Regions from separate parts of the Drosophila melanogaster genome. Here region 2 is linked to region 1. A link is a contact called in public Hi-C data. All regions are on one chromosome and are shown on one strand. The core of a region is the stretch at or near the end of the contact, and the rest is flanking DNA. Distances in the headings are between cores, read along the strand shown. Region 1 holds the start of mid (midline). Region 2 holds the start of CG14020.

The links. A called contact is a pair of places that touch in the nucleus more often than the background predicts.
Region 2: a contact with region 1 is called in a Hi-C map of the Kc167 cell line, with 3 times the contacts expected there. A contact is called at or near these places in 45 of 107 Hi-C or Micro-C datasets (the Clone 8 cell line, the D17-c3 cell line, the Kc167 cell line and 19 more) and 1 of 7 datasets of targeted methods (the Kc167 cell line).

The regions. Positions count from the first base shown.
Region 1 is chr2L:5,459,850-5,464,372 of dm6, reverse strand. It overlaps mid (midline), which reads right to left and starts at 2,734. Exons shown (of 4, transcript NM_135083.4): 1 at 2,269-2,734; 2 at 104-554. The coding sequence starts at 2,455.
Region 2 is chr2L:5,514,943-5,519,233 of dm6, reverse strand. CG14020 reads right to left here and starts at 1,497. Exons shown (of 1, transcript NM_135084.4): 1 at 285-1,497. The coding sequence starts at 1,392. The coding sequence ends at 412. It overlaps CG7382, which reads left to right. Exons shown (of 3, transcript NM_135085.3): 2 at 1-22; 3 at 78-341. The coding sequence ends at 248.

The sequences.
Region 1 (4,523 bases), core at 1,485-3,984:
CCATTTAAAACTAATGCCTGTTTGCACTAAACTCGACTGACTGACTGATGGTTGGATGGATGGCTGGATGGATGGATGGCTTGTTGCTGGTTTGGATGCTTACCTGCCCGTTTTGGTGATGATCATCTCGGTGCCGAGATCGTGAAAGCGATCCCACAGCTCTTTGGTCTCCAGATGGCACTGCACCGGCTTCAGATCGTCGCAATTGCAGGAGCCGACAATTTTGGGTGCCTTCTGCACCGGTTCCGGTGTTAAACGCTCCTCGCTGTCCTCCGTTCCCGGGGATTGGGGCGGTGTGGAGCAGCGTCCTTGGCTGCTGGTCGAGCTGGTGTTCAGTTGGGATTCGGCGGAAGCTGTTTGTGCCACGGCGCCACCGCTGTTGCGACTCTTGTGTGCCACATTGTTGTTGTTGTTGTTATTGTTGTTATTGTGGTGGTGCTGGTGATGCTGGTGGTGCTGATGATGGTTCAAACGACGCGCCTTAGTCGGTGGCTCCTCGGCATCGCTGCAGTCGACCACATCAACGTCAACCTCATCCTCCACCGAAATGGGACCTTAAATGACACGAGAGGAAAAAGCGAAAATTGAAAATTAAATCTGAATTACACCGTTCGTTTTGGAGGTAATGCAAATTAAAATGCAATGCACATGGGAAAAAGCGTTAAGTAAAATCTCTAAATTGAAGCCTTCAATATATTTGGCACTAAACACTTTAAAGATCACAATGTTTCCTGAATTTTTCATCACTTTTTCCTTCATAACTTGTGCGTCTTATTAACGATTTTTCCGTTGTGCATTTGGCCAAAAACCGAGGCCGTGCTTCCGTTGACAACATTGAGTGGTGGAGCTGATTTCGCGGCAGACAGCGTGGAGTCGTCTCATATTCTTGGAGTTTCCGCTTCGCTTCGCGTTTCAATTGCAATGAGACAGTGCGACGACGACCGCTGGCTTAATTGTCAAACTGAACACAAATCGGCAATTAAACAGCCCGAAACTCTAGCTGCGATTGCTCTTTTCCATTGCATAAACAAAAGCGGAGGGCTTTCGTTCAAGGTGTGTGCGCAAAAGTTGATGAATAATATTTTTGGGCTTATCCATGGGCGAACTCTCACATACGCTTTCCATTTTCCATAAGCCGAAAATGGTAACAAAATGATGGGGAGAACTAAGCAGCCCGGTTTTTTTGCAGGTGAGCCCAGACGGTAGGTGTTAAAATGCAAAGTAAGCAAACGGAAAACGGAAAGCGACCACAGAAAACAAAAAAAACAAAACAAAATATGAAATTAAAAAAGCTGCATATTTGATAAAGAGATCGTAAAATACGAACACCTCGTAGCGTTTTTGTTTTGATTTCGGCCGTCGCTAATTTTCTGCGCCTCGTAAAATTAATAAAATGAAGCACATTGTTGAAAATTAATTAACATAATTAGCAGCCTTTGTTAAATATGAATTCCGCGCGATTAGATGCTGTGCACAATTTGCATATTATCATAATATCGGCCACAAAAGAGCGCTGCAAGTGTTTGCTAACAAATATCTGGATTCGCGATCTTTGGCTCGACTTAATTGCGAATGCCGTCGGCCAGAGAGAACTAGTTTTTTCTTTTTTAACGTGGCCGGAACGCCTGCTAATTGTCATTAGCAATTAAATGGAACTCTGCGCACCCAAAGCGACAACAGTAATTTAATAGATTTGTTGTGCAATCAATTAGCGATTGTCTTGTGGCTAATAATGTTTGCATTCGCTGGTCAAGTTTGCGGTTCTCTTCTTGGGCGTTGAGTTGTTAATCACGTTTAATTTGAATTAATCGTATAAAAATTCCATTTTTGTTTTAGCAATTTCTAGTTATTGTGTGCTGGTATGTTAAGTAAGTTTTTGTACAGAAAGCACTGCTAGGAGATAAGTGAATATCTAAAGTTACAACTACCTACTATGATTAAAGATTGTTGAATTAGGGAACTTATAGCTTGTCAAATGAAGTTCTAAACAAAAGTACCCTATGGTATTTGAGACTACAGAAATGAAAGTATCTTAAAGATATTCTACATCTCATCAATGAATCTTGCTGTAAGTCTGTTAAGCCTAAAAAAATCTTGTTTAAAAATCACTATATAATCGAAATGCTTAATATTCAAGGCATTAAATTTCTAATGCATAAAAATATATTTTTAAGAACAAATTGTTCCTATCAACCGATTAATGATTCTGCCGCTTCCCACAGAATTCCTTTCTTATTAAGGATATTTTCAATATGTATCTGAACTTACTTGCACTGCGAATGGAGGACTCCCGACTGGAGGCATCTTCGCGAGCCATGATGGCGGCGATGGAAAAGTCCGTCGCTGAGCCGGCGGCACTTTTGCTAGCCGTTGTTGTTGTCTGTCCACTGGCATTTGGTGCTGCAGGGGCGGCGGGCACCCCGTTGCACAAATACGGATGAGATCCAACCAGCATTTTGAAGGGTATGATGTTGTTCTTAATGGGGCTTTAACTAGGGAATACCTTGGAAAGGTATTGGGGTATTGTATCTGGTCACTTTTCAACACTTGGCACTTATAAAGCTAGATGCATCTTTAGCTTTGGTAACTCGAGGGGTATGTGTATGTTTCAAGGTGTAAGTATCTTGTATCTTTATATCTCTCTTGCTTTCTTTTGCTTATCTTTGGCGCACGCGAACTGAGAATCTCGCGGACTGAGTGTGTGCGCAACGGAAGGCAGGCGACGACGAACTGAATTGTGTCAGGAAAATGTTGCCGCTGAGAAGCCAAAAACGACGGCAGGCGCAAAACTCGGGAAACCAGTTATTCCTCTTATGGTCCCTATGTGTGCAAGCGAGACCACCCTACAGCGAGCCGCGCCAGTACGAGTGCAAGCGGGATAGCCCTATAGCCGCACACTCTGAGTGAAAACGCCACTCGCTCTCTCGTTTTCCAATTGGAAAATCGGCGGGGGAGTGAACGTGCGACAGAGAGAAAGGCGGCGCTGTCAGCAACTTGCGCCCCTCTCTTTTCTTCGCCTCACCTCTCTCTCTGACGAACGCGTCATAACTCATTTACAATTAAAAATGTCGGCGCTTTTGGCCTTCTCCCTCGCACCTCTCTATTTCTCCATAGCGAGGTCTCTTTCTTTTTATTTTTGCCTCTCTTTCTCGCCCATTTATGAAGTGCCAACGTTTTGCTTGCGGTTTTTCTTGGTCTTTTTTTTTAAACAACTTTTCGCCGTTGTCGTCGCATTCCATTTCCTGTTATCTCCTCTTCTGACGTTTTCTTCCATCTTCCGTCTGTTCCATTTCGTTTCCAACACGTTCCGTGTCTCACTCAATTCTGTTTTGAGTGAGTTTTATGTCTCTGTTTTTTTTCTGCAGTTGCATCCCGTTGTTTTTCCTTTCTTATTTATCTGCAAGGACATGGACCTTGAGTCAAGGTTATTGCAATGGGACGTTGGGAATTTATTAGTTTGAGCTCGAGAAATTTTTCTGTGCTCTAAAAACATGAATAAAGAGTGCGAAAATAACTACAAGTTTATTTAAAATGTATATGCAATTTGAATTTATTTCGGTAAAGGGAAGAACATATTTTAAACAATTCGCTTAGTACATATTATAGAAGTCCATTTGAAAACATAGTATATCTATAAGCATTAGTCAAGACATTTTTATTTGTAAAGCTATATTTTTTTATATTCAAGAGGATATGATCATGAAATTTAGATTATGGCGATTCAAAAAGTTAACAGGGATATTTTTCCGTTAGTAATTATATACAATTCCACACGCTGTATGATAGAAGCTAGTCCTCTGGAAAATTCCCCCATAATATTTACAGATGTCAACAAATTGTTATGTTTCCCAGGCAAAAGTCAAGACCTTTGTCAGTGCCAATTAACCCGCTAAAAAATGCAAAGAAAATGCGGCTGCGACAAGGAAACTCGAAACAACTGACAGTTCGTCACATTCATTACGTATTGCTCGGATTGCCAATTGCCATGACGGAAATCCTGCGATCCTGAAAAACGGAACGCGGAGATCCAAACTAACTAACAAGCTGACTAATCCCGCTTATCCTGTGCGAGGAACAAACCGTCTTGTTGTGTGATTTTTGTAATTTGAGACATTTTTTAAGTCGGGTAGCGACAAAGTGGGCATGTCACTTTGACACTTTCGCCCTGGGAGAAATGGTGAAAGTGGACGGGGAGGGATGCGTCGTGTGTGTTCTGGTTACAATTGCAGTTAAGTTGATAGCTATAAAATGTTTTATCAGCATTAACAAATTCAAAAGCAAAACGGACGATAGCATTATAGATTGGGATAACTTTAAATACAATTTTATGACACAAGAACGCTGGTTCTAAAAAGTAGAGTGCATACTTTGATTCTAGAAAAAGGTTTACACTTCCTTTCATAAAAAGAGCCTATGTTCCTAATATGTTGGCCTTGTCTGTGCATCTACATGTGTGTCTTTTTAGGTGGCAGTCCCGTATGTCACCAAAATGTCAAAAGCCAAGGAAAACACAAGTTGTGAAA
Region 2 (4,291 bases), core at 248-2,747, 56 kb before region 1:
CGTGCAGCTGGAGTCCAGAAGGGTATGTGTGATGAATATCTCCCAGGCCGCATTTTTCTAATCCTCACTTTTTACAGAGTGACTCTGGTAAACTGGAGTATCGTTATCTGTTCGTGCAATTGGATCACTATCCCCGCACCACCATCATCCTTGAGGACAACCGTGCATTTGACCCCACCCCCGAGCCAGCGTCCGCTGGATCTTCCTTTGGCAACCTAGCCCTGATGTCCAATAGCCGGGATAAGTAGGCGGATCCTTCCGATCTTCTGCTCTCCTCTTAAATTCTCTGTACATTTGTTATATTTATTATTTGACTGACAATGAAATTGCATTGGGTAACCAAGCAGAGTCACCTTTAAGTTATTCGCCAATCGAGAAGTTGTCCATCTCCAAAATGGCGCCCGATTGGTGTCAGTAGAGCTTTTTCCACGGTATGATCTCCCAGGAGCGAACGATGTGGCGTCCGAAGAGAAAGTCCTTCAGCTTGTTCATTATGTAAAACGAGATGCCGAAGAAGGAGGCGAAGTACAGCCAGAACTGTCCAAGCCGTTCCCAAATGCTAAGATGATAGCGAGCGGCAACTTGGAGCACGTCCAGCTCCAGGTCAATGATGAGACCAGGCTGCAAGCGCGCTGACGTTTCTCTGTAGTATGTCTCCTGCACGGCCAGCTGGAAATATGCTGGATTGGCCTTGACTTGCGCTAGCAGCGATTCCATCTTGAACTGATCTATATTTCCGTTGGTAGAGTTCGTATCCAATTGAACCTGTCGGAACTGAGTCTTGATGTTGCGTCCCGGAAATGGACAGGTGAACTCTACGTATTGCTTCAGCTGCAGCTCTCCCTTCAGTTGAACGTGTCCATTTCTGAGGCGAGCGTGCAGAGGAAGCTGTAACTGATGGGCCAGCACGGACGGAGGCGATAGATCGCACTTGTGCTGCAGTTCAGCTTCAAAGAAGACCAGCAGATTGAAGCTCACCAATCGCGTGGGCACATCCTGCAGTTCCAGCTGAAAGTGCGCCCGATCTGTTACGCCATCGTAGTCCACATCCTCTGTCCAATATCTAGTGGTGGTGCAGCTATTCGTATAACTCTCCATTTGCTCATTGAACTGGCTGAAGCTGCTGCAAGCGACCAGGGATTCCTCCTCCTCGTACTCCCCCTGATCCGTTGTGCCCACGAATATGTACTCGTAGTTGAACTCGACATTCGGCTGCTCGTACAGCACCCTCGATTCTGATATTCCAGAATAGGGACTCAGCAAGGACACGAGCAGCACGGGCAGCATCACAGAAAGCGCAATGAAGGCCAGGACCAAAAGCGAGGCAAAGGAGCACAGCGAGTTCTTGTACACGATCGCCGTGTTTGTCGTGTGCAGCGGAATAAATTTCATCTTGTCTTCTGTAAATCAACCTTTTTTTTGAGCACCTGTTTTCTTGACACTTGCCACTGGGTTTGCTATGAAACGAGGTTTTCGTTGCCAGGCAACGAACAAAATAGAATTTCCACCACTGATTCCATTCAAAGCCCATTTTATAAGACAGTTATTTATTTATTTTACTATTTAGTGATTTAGGTATTGAAGGAAATAAAATATCTAATCAGTTTGCTAGCTTGAATTTTGCGCAATAACGCTGGCATTGTTTTTGATAAGTCGATGAAGAATATCGATATCGACCAGGATATAATCAGAAAGTCCTTGCAATCGATAATTATGGCTGTTTGAAATTCAAAAATATTCCTTAAAACACCAGGGAATCTGATAACATTATATAATATTTAAAAGGCAAGCTTAATAGTTATACGACCAAAATACATTTATAAATATAAGTAAGTTTCTTAAAAAATACCTCCGCTACCCCATTTTTGAATGAATGAAACCTCTTAAATCGCTTTATTAGCAACTGGCACATCCTCAACTTGAACTTCTTCCAGTTGCGAGTAGACTCCAACTCCATTCCCGCTCCAATGCACATCCGTTCCGGCTTTAAGCCGATACCAAAAAAGTATTGATTGCACATAATTATAGGATTTGGATGCGGGCCCTCTTGAAGCTCGCACAACCCACCGACTAAAGTGAAAAGTGAGCCTGCAGCGAGGGGCAAGTCGGGGGGAAAGTACGAAACTGAAGAACGGAACGCATAACTTGGCCAACATTTGCTCATAATTAAGACGGCCAACTGGTTTTTAGTTTGGCTGCAGGAGGCTCAAAATGCTTTCGTGTGCACCGCGTAAAAATCGGAAGTTGCAGCTTTGCATTTAATGCGCTTATTTTAAAGAGTGTTGAAAGCGGAGTGCTCATAAAAAGAAGAAAATCATACTATATGTATATGTACATAATTGGTAAGGCCTCTCGCCTGAGAAAAATGATGGAATATAATGGGATACTTAAAACGATATCTGACACGATTTTCAACAGAAAGTTATAAACTAGCAAACAACTGAAAGGTGAAATAAGTTAAGTAAGATATTTTAAAGGTTCACATTTCATTTTTGAATATTTACCATCATATTTAGTCAAGAAAATACTTACCATTTCCTAGAAATGAGCTTATAATGAAAACCTTAATTTTATATTGCCTGTCACCTTTGAAAGTTTCCTGTTTAGTTTTCTTTTATAGCCTAGAACTTATGCTTTTGATTGGAGTATTTATCTTATATATTCGTGTCGTGTCAGATTGGCTAACAAAGTTTTTGGCCTTTGCTGTGTGACGTGTGTTTTGTGCATATTAAAAATGTGTGGTAAAAATGATGGGCTGCCAGTCGGTGTCACAACTACCGAAAAATGATGAATAAATAAAAGTGAATCACATTTTGACAGTTACGTCAGCTTTATTTGCGGCTGATCCTCTGACACTTTACCCACAAAATTATTTCGCCCGATTCAACAGCGTAGCATCCTGAATTTAAGTAATCTCGCCCCCACCCACCACCACCTCATCATCCACCGAAAAAAAATCAATAACTTTTCTACATTTTCTTTCTCCACATTGCCACGCCATTTTACAAAAAGGCCGAAAAGGAAAAAGAAATGGGCGAAAAGTTAGTATGTAAAAGCCAAGATGGCAGACAAGCAGACAGATAGGGCGGGGTATACATATATATACGGATATGGATATATATATATATATATATATATATATATATATATGTATTCAGATGTATACGAACGCAGTTGGAATTCAGCTCACGGCCCCAGGACAATGCCAGCTCTGTGCCCATATATCCTTTTTCAACGAAATTTCAGCTTTCACTCGTTTCGCGTACGTGACCGTGTTGCCACCAAGGAGCTGTTGAAGTGGCAAATTCGCACAGCGCCACCATTCCACTGGCTCGTTTTTTGGGGGGTACGGTTGGAGGTGGGTTAGCGGGTGGTTTTTGGGTGGTTTTGGGCGGCGCAGGGGTCAGAGTGTTGGTGGGTGTGCGCCAGGTGGGCGCTGGCAAAAAGTAGCAGTTTATTAGGCGCACCAAATTAACATAGGACTACTAATGACTGCCACGCCAAACTAACTAGGCAGGCGAAAAGTTTGAAGCAAGGAGCAGCCAGGAGGCGGGAATATGGCTCCATGGCAGTGTCCTGCTAATTAGGACTAGTAACAAAAGGTGCTGGCAGTCTGGAAAAATTGTAATTCAGTTGATAAGAAGTAATTGGCACTCAGCACCTTACTTTATCTATTATATATTCTGTTTATATTCCAAATTAAAGTTGGAAAAATATTAGAAAATTATTTTACATTTTAAAAATAAGTTAGTTACTGAATTTGTACATCATATGTAAGTGCTTATGATTTTTGTTAGAAACTGTAACAATCTGTTGTTCGCACGCTGAAAAGTATGCTACAAAAATGGTAACGAATTTCCTAGCCAAATAGAAATTCTTGATGATATTGAACATAACTGATATATTGAAACTATTGTTTTTAGAAAACAAAGAAAGACGCGTGAGTCAACTTATGCCACTCGCTCGAGGGTGTTGAGCATTGAATGCCGGTTTAAAAGTGATTACAACGCCTGCGCGGATTCACATCCTTTTTGCTCAGTCCAATGCGAATTCCTCAAACCGTCACCCCTTCAACTGGATGCTGGAATGGAAGGAAAGAGGGGAAATGCTTTCCCCAGAAGCTTTCCTTTTTGCTGGCGCCCAACTCCCCAAGGAAATCAAAGGGAAGCACAAAACGTATGGGTTACGTTGAGGTTGCTCTAATATTTATGCCGGGTTCATGTCTCTATCCGAGGAAAATTCCCCTTACAACACTCAAGTGGAAAAGTGTTATAGATGTGTACATGAGCGG